Linked DNA regions of Mus musculus: region 1 is linked to region 2. Evidence: chromatin contacts called from public Hi-C data. All regions are on one chromosome and are shown on one strand. The core of a region is the stretch at or near the end of the contact, and the rest is flanking DNA. Distances in the headings are between cores, read along the strand shown. Region 1 has its middle 150 kb from the start of Gm52636. Region 2 overlaps Pdgfc (platelet-derived growth factor, C polypeptide).

Region 1 (4,748 bases), core at 1,369-3,868, 380 kb after region 2:
ATAAAAGAAGATCCAAATACTTTCTGAAGTAGGATCTTTAAATATGTTTTTAATGCAGACATGAAACATATGCTCATCAAAATAGAATATTTTTAATATTTCTCCTTTTGTCTTCAAACATCTTGTGAATGTTCAAACTAAATTTATTTAATTTATGTGGTCACATATATCTATCTTTAGAAAATTAACATTCTGCTGTATTTACAAAACCCATTTTTCCAATATTAGGAAAATACATAATCCTTCAGAAAAATTTATTGTTAGGAAATATTCAATAAGAAAGGCCAAAACAAAACAAATCTGAGTCTGTTGTTTTCCAGTTTCAGTTGGTCCATAATAAAAATTCTCAATTGCTCTGTGGTAGCTATTTTATCTTCAAATATTGATTACTTTAATAGAGGTAAAACAAAGAAATAGACAATATGTTGATTTCATTCTACTGGTTTGATACACACGAAAACCTGGGAACACTCAGAGTTCTGCCCTTTATTTTCTATTGTCACAGTAAGAAAGAAATATTGGCGTTGAAATGAAAAATGATGGATCTTTATTCTTATTTTACTATACTGGAAATGATGAACAGGAAATGGACCAAATCAATGTCCTAATAATGCTGTTTTCTTTTCAGGTGCGGGGAGACACCTTTCTGTCCCTTTTCCAGCCACTGGTGTCACCAAGCTTCCTTAGCTCATGGACGTTTACCCTACAAGCCATGTAGCATCTCCCAAGTTTTTCACTACCACCTTGAGTCCTTTGAATAATTCTCACATCTCTTTGAAAATCTGCTAAGGATTCAGTTGAATTCATAGGGATAATTCACAATAACTTCTGCACTGCAGAATGCTTTAGCTGACCACATCTGAAAAATCCACTTTGCCAAGCTGGTGTGCTTGGTTACAGGCTCCTCTGGGGCTAAGAAGGGAATCCACAACACCTGTGCTCGATTTTTACTTAAATACTTGGATTCATGAAGATGCAGCATTTCTTCTTGTTGTTTCTGATTTTTGTTTGTTTGTTCTTTTAGGATAGAATTTCGTGATTCAATAAGATTCTGAAATTAAAGCTTTGCCTCCCCCATAGTGTCCATAGACAGAAAAGCATTTTTCTCTATCCTATCCCTCAAGTCTGTCTTTAAATCCATCTAGCATTGACCCCTCAATCCAAGTTCACGCCTGCCCTTTTGTGACTCATCTCTGTGAGCCCACTGAAATTGTTTGACATTCTAAACAGAAGGTAATCCTCCTTGAACTGCCAATAGGGCACAGACACATCAGACTCTTTCTCTCTTCCCAAACTTGTTCTTGCTCTGAACATTCGCTTGCTCTCTCACGTTAGAAGACCAAAGTTCAAAGACGACAATCCCGTACTTGCATCTTTAAGGAGCACTGCCACCTCAGTGCTCCTGCACCTCACTGCCCTTCCTGGGGATCTACGACCTGAACTTCCTCATGTCCGGAGCTTTGCCTGGTGTCTTCTTGTATGACTGCTCAGTAGATCTCTCTCAGCTCTCTGCCTGATTGACGATCCACTGCTAGCTGATCACATTCTACATTTGTCATGGCTTACTCTGGAAATCGTCCTCTGATCTCTGGCAGTAGCTATAACACCATCACAATATGTGGTGCCCTCTGGTGTAAATTTTTTCTTTCATTGCTGTAACCACATCGGAACTTTATGTCTCATTCATGTGGTCATATGATTCATAATTCTCACTCACTGATAAATAAATTGTGGAAGTGATAAGGATTAACTCTAGCTTTCTCAGACAGATTTGCTGGTCTGTTTTCTGCATAATGTGACTGGATGAACAAGCTTTGTAATTAAGCAGGGGAAAGTTCCCATTTCAAAGTAAGTAAGTAGAAGAGAGTTCCTGTCTCAGATTTCTGACAAAGACTTAAGTGACAAAAGAAGACAGATTGAAAGTGTCTGTCACCTCACATTAACCTTGTCCTGGGAATGTGAGAATGCAAGGAGTACTTTGGAGTCATTTGCAGCCTATTTCTCTATAACAGTTAAAGCTGCCCTTCTTCAGACGACTGTGTTAGACCTAATCAGAGAGAAGGCAGGTTGTGCCTAGGCTCTATGTTTGGAGGGATTACAGCCAAACTGGGTTTTCAGGCTGCTAACTCAAGGTTGAAAGCATTTCCAGATTCAAGGTAAGTTCCGTACACCATGCATAATCCTCACTGAAACTTCTAAAAGAATATCTAATACTCTGATTAAATATATGGAATCAGATATTTAGGAGGAATTAAGTTCTATAGCTACAGCTATCAACTGTTTTATTTGCCTTTAAAACTGGACATAGAAAGGTATCAAGTATTGTATATTCTTCTATCATCTCAAAGGCAAGCAATGACTGATGAACTTGGAAAGACTGAAGCAACTCCTGATGTTTTAGGTTAGGGGTTTTATATTAGTTTGAAGGTCATTCTAAAAATTACAAAGTATATCTAGTAAAATACTGATTCATTTTGCTAAGGAAACAAATCAAATATTAAGCTTGGCAAAGAGTCAGAGCTTTCATTATTTATCCTTCACTGCCCATGACACTGCTTATGTCACTGCTTGATTGCTGCAGCCATAGTCCTGCTTCTGGGCAGGCTGGTCAGTACTGTTAGCATGACACCCTGTGGCTGGATCTATCAATAGCAGAACTGTCAGGTCACAATCCCCTCTGATCTTACGGGAAAATGGTCCTTCGAAAATCCAGTTTGAGTATAACTTACAGATGAAATAACTTTATTAAGTAGAATGGATGTAATAGGATTAAATAGTGGCAAATATTCTTGCTTAAGATAGGAGTTGGGAACTGTATCAAAGTATGTCATAATATGTTGCACCAATTTATACCATGAGTTGGAAAGGATTTCTTCTCCAGTAAGAGCACAGACCAGCAATCAACACCAAGTGTATGCTCATCTCTTCAGTTGTACATGAGCATCTAAGACAATTCTATATCATTTTCAGAAGTCCTGTGAGAAGCTCTTCTCTTATACTTGAGAACTGAGGGTCAGTGAATGTTAAGTTTTTTCCTTCATCTTCTGGCTAATTGAGTGCTTGCAATAAACGCTGCCTTAAAGGCTTGGGCTTTAAAATCTATTGCTTGGTTTCCAGGACTCCTAATATAATGGTAGTATTTAATAATTATAAATTCAGACCTTGAATGTGGGATCATTTGAAATATTGCCTCTGTTATTAAAAAAGAGACGAAAATGTTATGCTGCCAGGAAGTGCAGTGTTGCCTGGCTAGCATTTCAACCCTCTCTCATCTGTCTGTGTAACATCAACCTTACTGTCCTTCAAGACTGGTCCACACATACCTCCCTTGGATTCTGGTTCATTGCAAATACCTGTGAATTTCTGAACATTCAATGAAATACCATCTGTGCAGCTCAGTGGACAGTGAATCACTGTGATGTCGAACGCTAGCATATGCATATTTTAATTTGCTTAAATGATTCTTGCCAGTTAATTTCCACCTGTTCACATTTTCAGGTGTGTGCTCATAATGAGCTGGTCTTACTTGCTATATTCTGGGCTCAAAACAGCAGCCAGGGAAGAATAGGTGTATTGGTGACTATCCAAAATTATCCACACAAGATAAATAAAATAATTGTGACCCAGGAATTTGCACAAGTTCTTACATTCATTTTATGTGGGCTTAACATAAAAACTGCTTTTGATCCAATTCCTTTATGGCTTAAATGTATATTTGCATTCCAATATCATAAAAATGCAAAATTTTGTAACTGTCTTTTATGCTTGCTACTGATGAAATATATGCATCATTAAATACATCATAAGATATTGAACTAGAAGAAAGAAAATACTCTCTTATAAAAATTACTCCTTAGGATTCACATATCAGAGAGGTAGGAGAAGCATGGGGTAGGTGGGAGAGTTTCTGAAATGTTAACTACAAGGAGCTAATTATGCTAATTATGCTGTGCTCTTTGCACACCCTTTCCTTGCTCCTTTCTATTAGAAAATAATTGGTTATTTTATTTATTGACATTTCAAATGTTATCCCCCTTCCCATTTTCCCCTCCACAAATGCCCATCCCCTTCCCTGCCTCCATGAAGGTGCTCCCAGACCCTCTCACCCATTCTTGCCTCAGGGCCCTAGCATTCCCTAATCCTGGGTTATCAAGCCTCCACAGGATCAAGGGACTTCCCTCCCAGTGATGCCCGATGTGGCAATCCTCTGCTACATATCCAGCTGGAGCCATAGTTCTCTTCATGTGTCCTCTTTGGTTGGTGGTTTAGTCCCTGGGAGCCAAAATCACCCAGTGGAACAAAGACAGCATTTTCAACAAATGGTGCTGTTTCAACTGGTGGTCAGCATGTAGAAGAATGCAAATTCTTATCTCCTTGTACAAAGATCAAGTGAAAATGGATCAAGGACCTCCACATAAAACCAGATACAGTGAATCTAATAGAAGAAAAAAATTGGAAAGAACCTTGAACACATTGGCACAGGGAAAATTTCCTAAGCAGAACTCAACGCCTTATGCTCTAAGATCAAGAACTGACAAATGGGATCTCATAAAATTGCAAAACTTCTGTAAGGCAAAGGACACTGTCAATAGGACAAAATAGCAACCCACAGATTGGAAAGAGATCTTTACCAATCCTAAATCTGATAGAGGGCTAATATCCAAAATATACAAAGAACTTAAGAAGTTAGGCTGGATAGAACCAAATAATCCTATTAAAAATGGGGTACAGATCTAAACAGAGAATTC
Region 2 (4,763 bases), core at 1,662-4,161:
ATGTTTAAAGGAAAGCCACCAGTCTTTCCATGGGTTTTGAGCCTGAATTTTTAAGATCCAACAGAAAAGGAAGGTCAAACCTGGACACAGATATTTCCAGTAAGAATTATGAATTAGATGTTTACAGGTCAAAATTGGAAATGAAGATTCAATGAAAACAGAGGTGATGGCATCCCAGAATAGAGGAAATGGGGGAGTTGGAACTTTTAATGTTTATATTCCCATGTTCCATAATTTTCATTTCTTAACTTAATAGAAATGGGTATATTTACTTAGAGATATAGCTCATGGACTTAGGTATAAAAGTCAAATGTTTGGAAGCTATCAATCAAGTTGGGATCTCTGACTTGACAGAGTTAGATTATCATCAAAAGTGGGAAATGGAAGGTTCAAGGTACAGTAAATACCATTATTTAAAGAGAAGAACTAAAGTTAGGACCACATTGGACAGATGAGAGGTATTACCAGAAAACTGGTGCTTTTATGAAGAGCAAAGCAAACATGATGGCATACACTATCACGTGCTGCAGAATAGCCATGTAAAATGAGATCGAAAGTTCTTTTGGATGCTGTAGTGAGCACCTCAGTGAGAAACATCCAAAGATAATTTAAGAGGGCAGTGGGAATACAAGTAGTTAGGTTAGGATGTGCATAACCAGAGCGAGTGCCTTGGTGGAGCCCCCTGTATATTCCCGAAGCTTGGCTGAGAGATTAGAGTCCTAAGGCAGTGCTGGATTTATGACCTTTCTTTTGTTGGTTTTAATCATGAAATGTTTAACTCAAGCATGCATGCATGCCAGCAAGATGGAGTTCCTGGAGAAACACAGCTTTTTTTTAGAACTTATGACTAACATTCCCAGTATCATAAAGAATGTGAGGATGGATTCTTTTCAGTATAAATAGGAGAATGATAGCTTGGGAAGAGGGACAAGTGCCTATTCCTATGGGATGCAAAGGACAGCAGGATGGAACTGACACTGCACACATTCTGTGAACAAGGAGCTTAGACCTGTGAGGTATCTACACCAGGCTGGGTTAGCCTAGCCTTAGTTATGAACCTTTGTAGTTCACAGTAACATACTTTACCTGTTTTCTTTATTTTTGACTTAGTTTTACCAGATTGTATTATAAGAAATTAATGAATAGTAGAAATGTGTCACTTGCCATTTGGTAAGTCTGTGAAGCCATTGGTTAAAAGGCCTGGAAATTCAGTATCTGTATTAGGCTTGGCTTTCTCCTTCATCCTTTGGACTTGGTAGAAGGGACAGACAGCTCTCCACCTGTTTTAGAAGGTCTGGAATTCCTGAGGACTTAGTCATATATCATGTTTCAAAGACCGTACCTCAGACTTTATTGCACAAGATAGTCTTCAGACATATTTTAATGGGAGGGCATTGCCCAAACTTTGTCAGTCAGATTCACATGCAAAATGCAATATGTTATTATTTCATGCTGAGTCTTGATGTCCAGCCCACAGTGACCTTGAGCTGTGTTGATCATACCAGCCTTCAATAGTCAGCAGTTCTCCTGCTTCAACCTTTCTAATTCTAGGATTTGAGTTTGAGCCATCCAAGGCCAATGTGTTTGTTATTTTGATATTTTTTGAGCAATGGTTCCCACTTCCTCACTCTGTAGAACAGATTGGTAGCTTGCCATGAAGCCTAGGCTGGCTTTGTCCTCTGGTGCGTTCTATCTCAGACTACTCCGGGTTGGGGTTACAGGTGTGAACCACAACACACGCATGCCCTTCTTTTCTACTTAAGATTGCACAGGCAATCATAAGGCAGCATCCCTCCTGCCTTAGTCATGGGAAGAGCTTTAGGGGCCATGATTATGATGTTCTTGAAGCAATCAGAAAAAAGCCACAAACCAAGTTAATTACGCAGGGTCACAGTTACAAAGAGAGGTCAAAGAAATGGTGCTAGGGAGTCAGAGGCAGGTGGAGTTTAAGGCCAGCCTGATCTACAGAGCAAGTTCCAGGACAGCCAGGACTACACAGAAAAACTGTCTTGAGAAACAAACAAACAAACAAACAAAAGAATAAACAATCCCTTGTTATTGGCAGTGAATATTAATGGGCCTTCTTTACCATGAATAATGTGAGATTCTCACAAAGAAATCATTTCTGCCCAAAAACCACACCACCTTCTCAGCAAATGGTCAACACAACACACATCTTTTCAGACCAATTTTAAGCCTTGATTTTTTTTGAAGGAAAGTTCCATCTCTCCTATTGCTCAGTAAACATCAGTTTTGTAGAATGTCATGTGTGTGTCCAGGGCTGAGTGTATTGGGGCTGCCTGTGGTTTTCCTGGACTTCTAGTGCCTATGAGTCTGGGGTGAGGTGGGGGGGGGAGGGCACTTCCTGATTTCTCTTCCTTTCAGTTGCTAAATACAGTCACTTGCTGTTCAGAAATCACCATGGCTACTGCAGCAGTTTCGGTATTTTTATCTTTGTTTTATTTGCAGAGCCAGGGTGGAGCTCTGGTCCTTTTGTGTGTACACAACAGGCCTTGAGTCACACCCTTGTCCACTTCAGCTGTTAATTTATGCTTAATGTTTTATGCATGAATTTTCTTAATTTTTATTTGTTTACATGAAATATCTAGTAACATTCTAAATAAAACTTGCTTTGTTCAAATTTGAATAAAAGTTGCTGACTTTATGTTGAAAATGGTTCCTGGAAGGGGATGAAGGAATTCACAGCCGAGGGTACTCTCCTTTACAGTCCAGTCTAGACAGCTGTGTACCCAGGCACAAGACAGCCTTGATCTACAGAGTAGCTTCTGTAAACTGACAATCCTGTTAATTCGTAGCTTAGGAGAGTAACTGAGCATGTGAATCAGTGTGTGCAAGCATCTCCTGTGCCTCTAGCTGTGCATGATGCATTTACAGAGACTGACTGAGAGCAGATGATCCTCCAACAAGCCCCAGACCAATGATGTCTACAGCTAACTCTGCAAGATTTAGACGGCTAAGTAGTTCTTTTAACAATCCTTTAGTGATTCTCTATATGTTTCTAAACAATGTATCTGGTAAACAGGCATTAGACTTGATGAGATGAGTTTGTTGCTTTCATTAATATTTAGGGAATCAGGATCCCTTAATCCCGGTATTTCTTTGAAGTTTGTAGTTAAAATATTACAATCGTCTAATCTCCCTTGTTTTCTGCCAAGGTTTTGGCTAAGCGAGCTTGTTTTGATTCACTCTAATGAAAAGGGATTAATTATTAATGCAGCAGAGCTAACCTTTAATAGGTTTGTGGTGTTTACTGTCTCAGTGAATCAGCACTCAGCTTTTTTTTTTTTTAAATTGGCCTCATTCGCTTTTTCTGTTTCACTCTTCTTTCCTGCTTACTCTGCCTTGCTCAGAGTTCAGTCTCATGCTTGTTCAAAGACACTTATGTGCCATATACATAGAGAGATACAAACATTGTGTATATTTGTGGTGTCTGTACATTTTCCTGTGTGTGCAAATGCACTAGGATATCCAAAGTTGAGGTTGTCATTCCTAGTCCCGGTGTACCTTCCTTATGAATGGATATATGCATGTATATATGCATGTATGTATGTATGTATGTATGTATGTATGTATGTGTGCTAGTCTATATGTATATATTATATATTTATTGGATAGATGTTCTCTCATGTAACCTGGAGTCTATTCATTTGAATAGACTGGCTGACCAGTGAACTCCAGGACCAAGCAGCTCACACCCCAGATTACAGTCTCAAATTGCACAGTTCATGGATTCTATGCTGTGTTGAGTGTTTTCTCTCAGGTGCTCTTTTCCTGCATGATCAGCAGTTTGACTTATCTCTCTCCTTAGAACAAGAATGCATTTGTTAATCACTTTGAGGATCATGTAGGTATTTTTTTAATAAACAGAATTTACTATTGTAAACAACTGTGAGGGTCACTAAAGTTACTTTTTTATTGATTGTTACATATAAATGTATTTCATTTTAAAGGGCAAGGCAGCTCAGTGGGTAAGCGTGTTTACTGTGAAGTCTGAGGACATGAGTTAAGTCCCTGGAATCCACATGGTTGAAGGAGAGAGCAACTCCTACAAGTTGTCCTCTACATACAAAATTGTCAAAAAAAAAAAAAAACCCAAAAAACTAACAAGGACAATACCAAGGGACATACCAAAGTGGATGTGTAAAGACCCCAAGGCTGCAATCTTACAGAAAATAAATAAATAAATGAATAAATAAATAAATAAATAAAGGCAATGGAAGAAAGCTGACTTTAGCAGAGGTGGTCATTTCCAGAGGAGAACACACCTATTGGTTGGTTGTTCAATACCTAATTGTCAGTCCTGAACATGTACACAAGTAATGTTTTACAGACTGAACAAGTATATTGAGGGTTATTTATGCATATGCATATATGCATAATATCAAATAATGTGAAAAAGGAAGCCATGAATTTGAATGAGAGTGGGGAGTTATATGATATTGTTTGAATCACTACAAAAGAAGAGAGACATGTAATTATATTATAATATCAAAAATAAAAAATTAAAATATGTCAGAAGTATAAGAAAACATTTCAAAATATCTTATGTTTTGAATATTGCTAATATTTGATAGTTTTACAGATTGAATACTTTGATAATTGTGTAGCACATGCCACTTTTTATCTTACATCATTACTAGCAGAAACTCTATGTGATACCCAAAACACATATACATAGTATTGTCTGTGACTGACGTAGGGTTTTCCCTATATCACTCATGAGATAGTAGAATCTGTGAGGG

The links. Hi-C and Micro-C count contacts between places; a contact is called where the count stands out from the background.
Region 1: a contact with region 2 is called in a Hi-C map of cumulus cells, with 3 times the contacts expected there. The contact joins two enhancer-like sites.

Annotation. Positions count from the first base shown.
Region 1 is chr3:81,480,948-81,485,695 of GRCm38.p6, forward strand. No RefSeq gene overlaps it. Among named protein-coding and RNA genes, the nearest start is that of Gm52636, 150 kb to the right of the region's middle. Within about 2 kb of position 2,619, at least 10 of the 459 cell types and tissues checked have an H3K27ac peak or open chromatin away from gene starts, as enhancers often do.
Region 2 is chr3:81,099,955-81,104,717 of GRCm38.p6, forward strand. The region is part of intron 1 of Pdgfc (platelet-derived growth factor, C polypeptide); the gene reads left to right. Among named protein-coding and RNA genes, the nearest start is that of Pdgfc, 66 kb to the left of the region's middle. Within about 2 kb of position 2,912, at least 141 of the 459 cell types and tissues checked have an H3K27ac peak or open chromatin away from gene starts, as enhancers often do.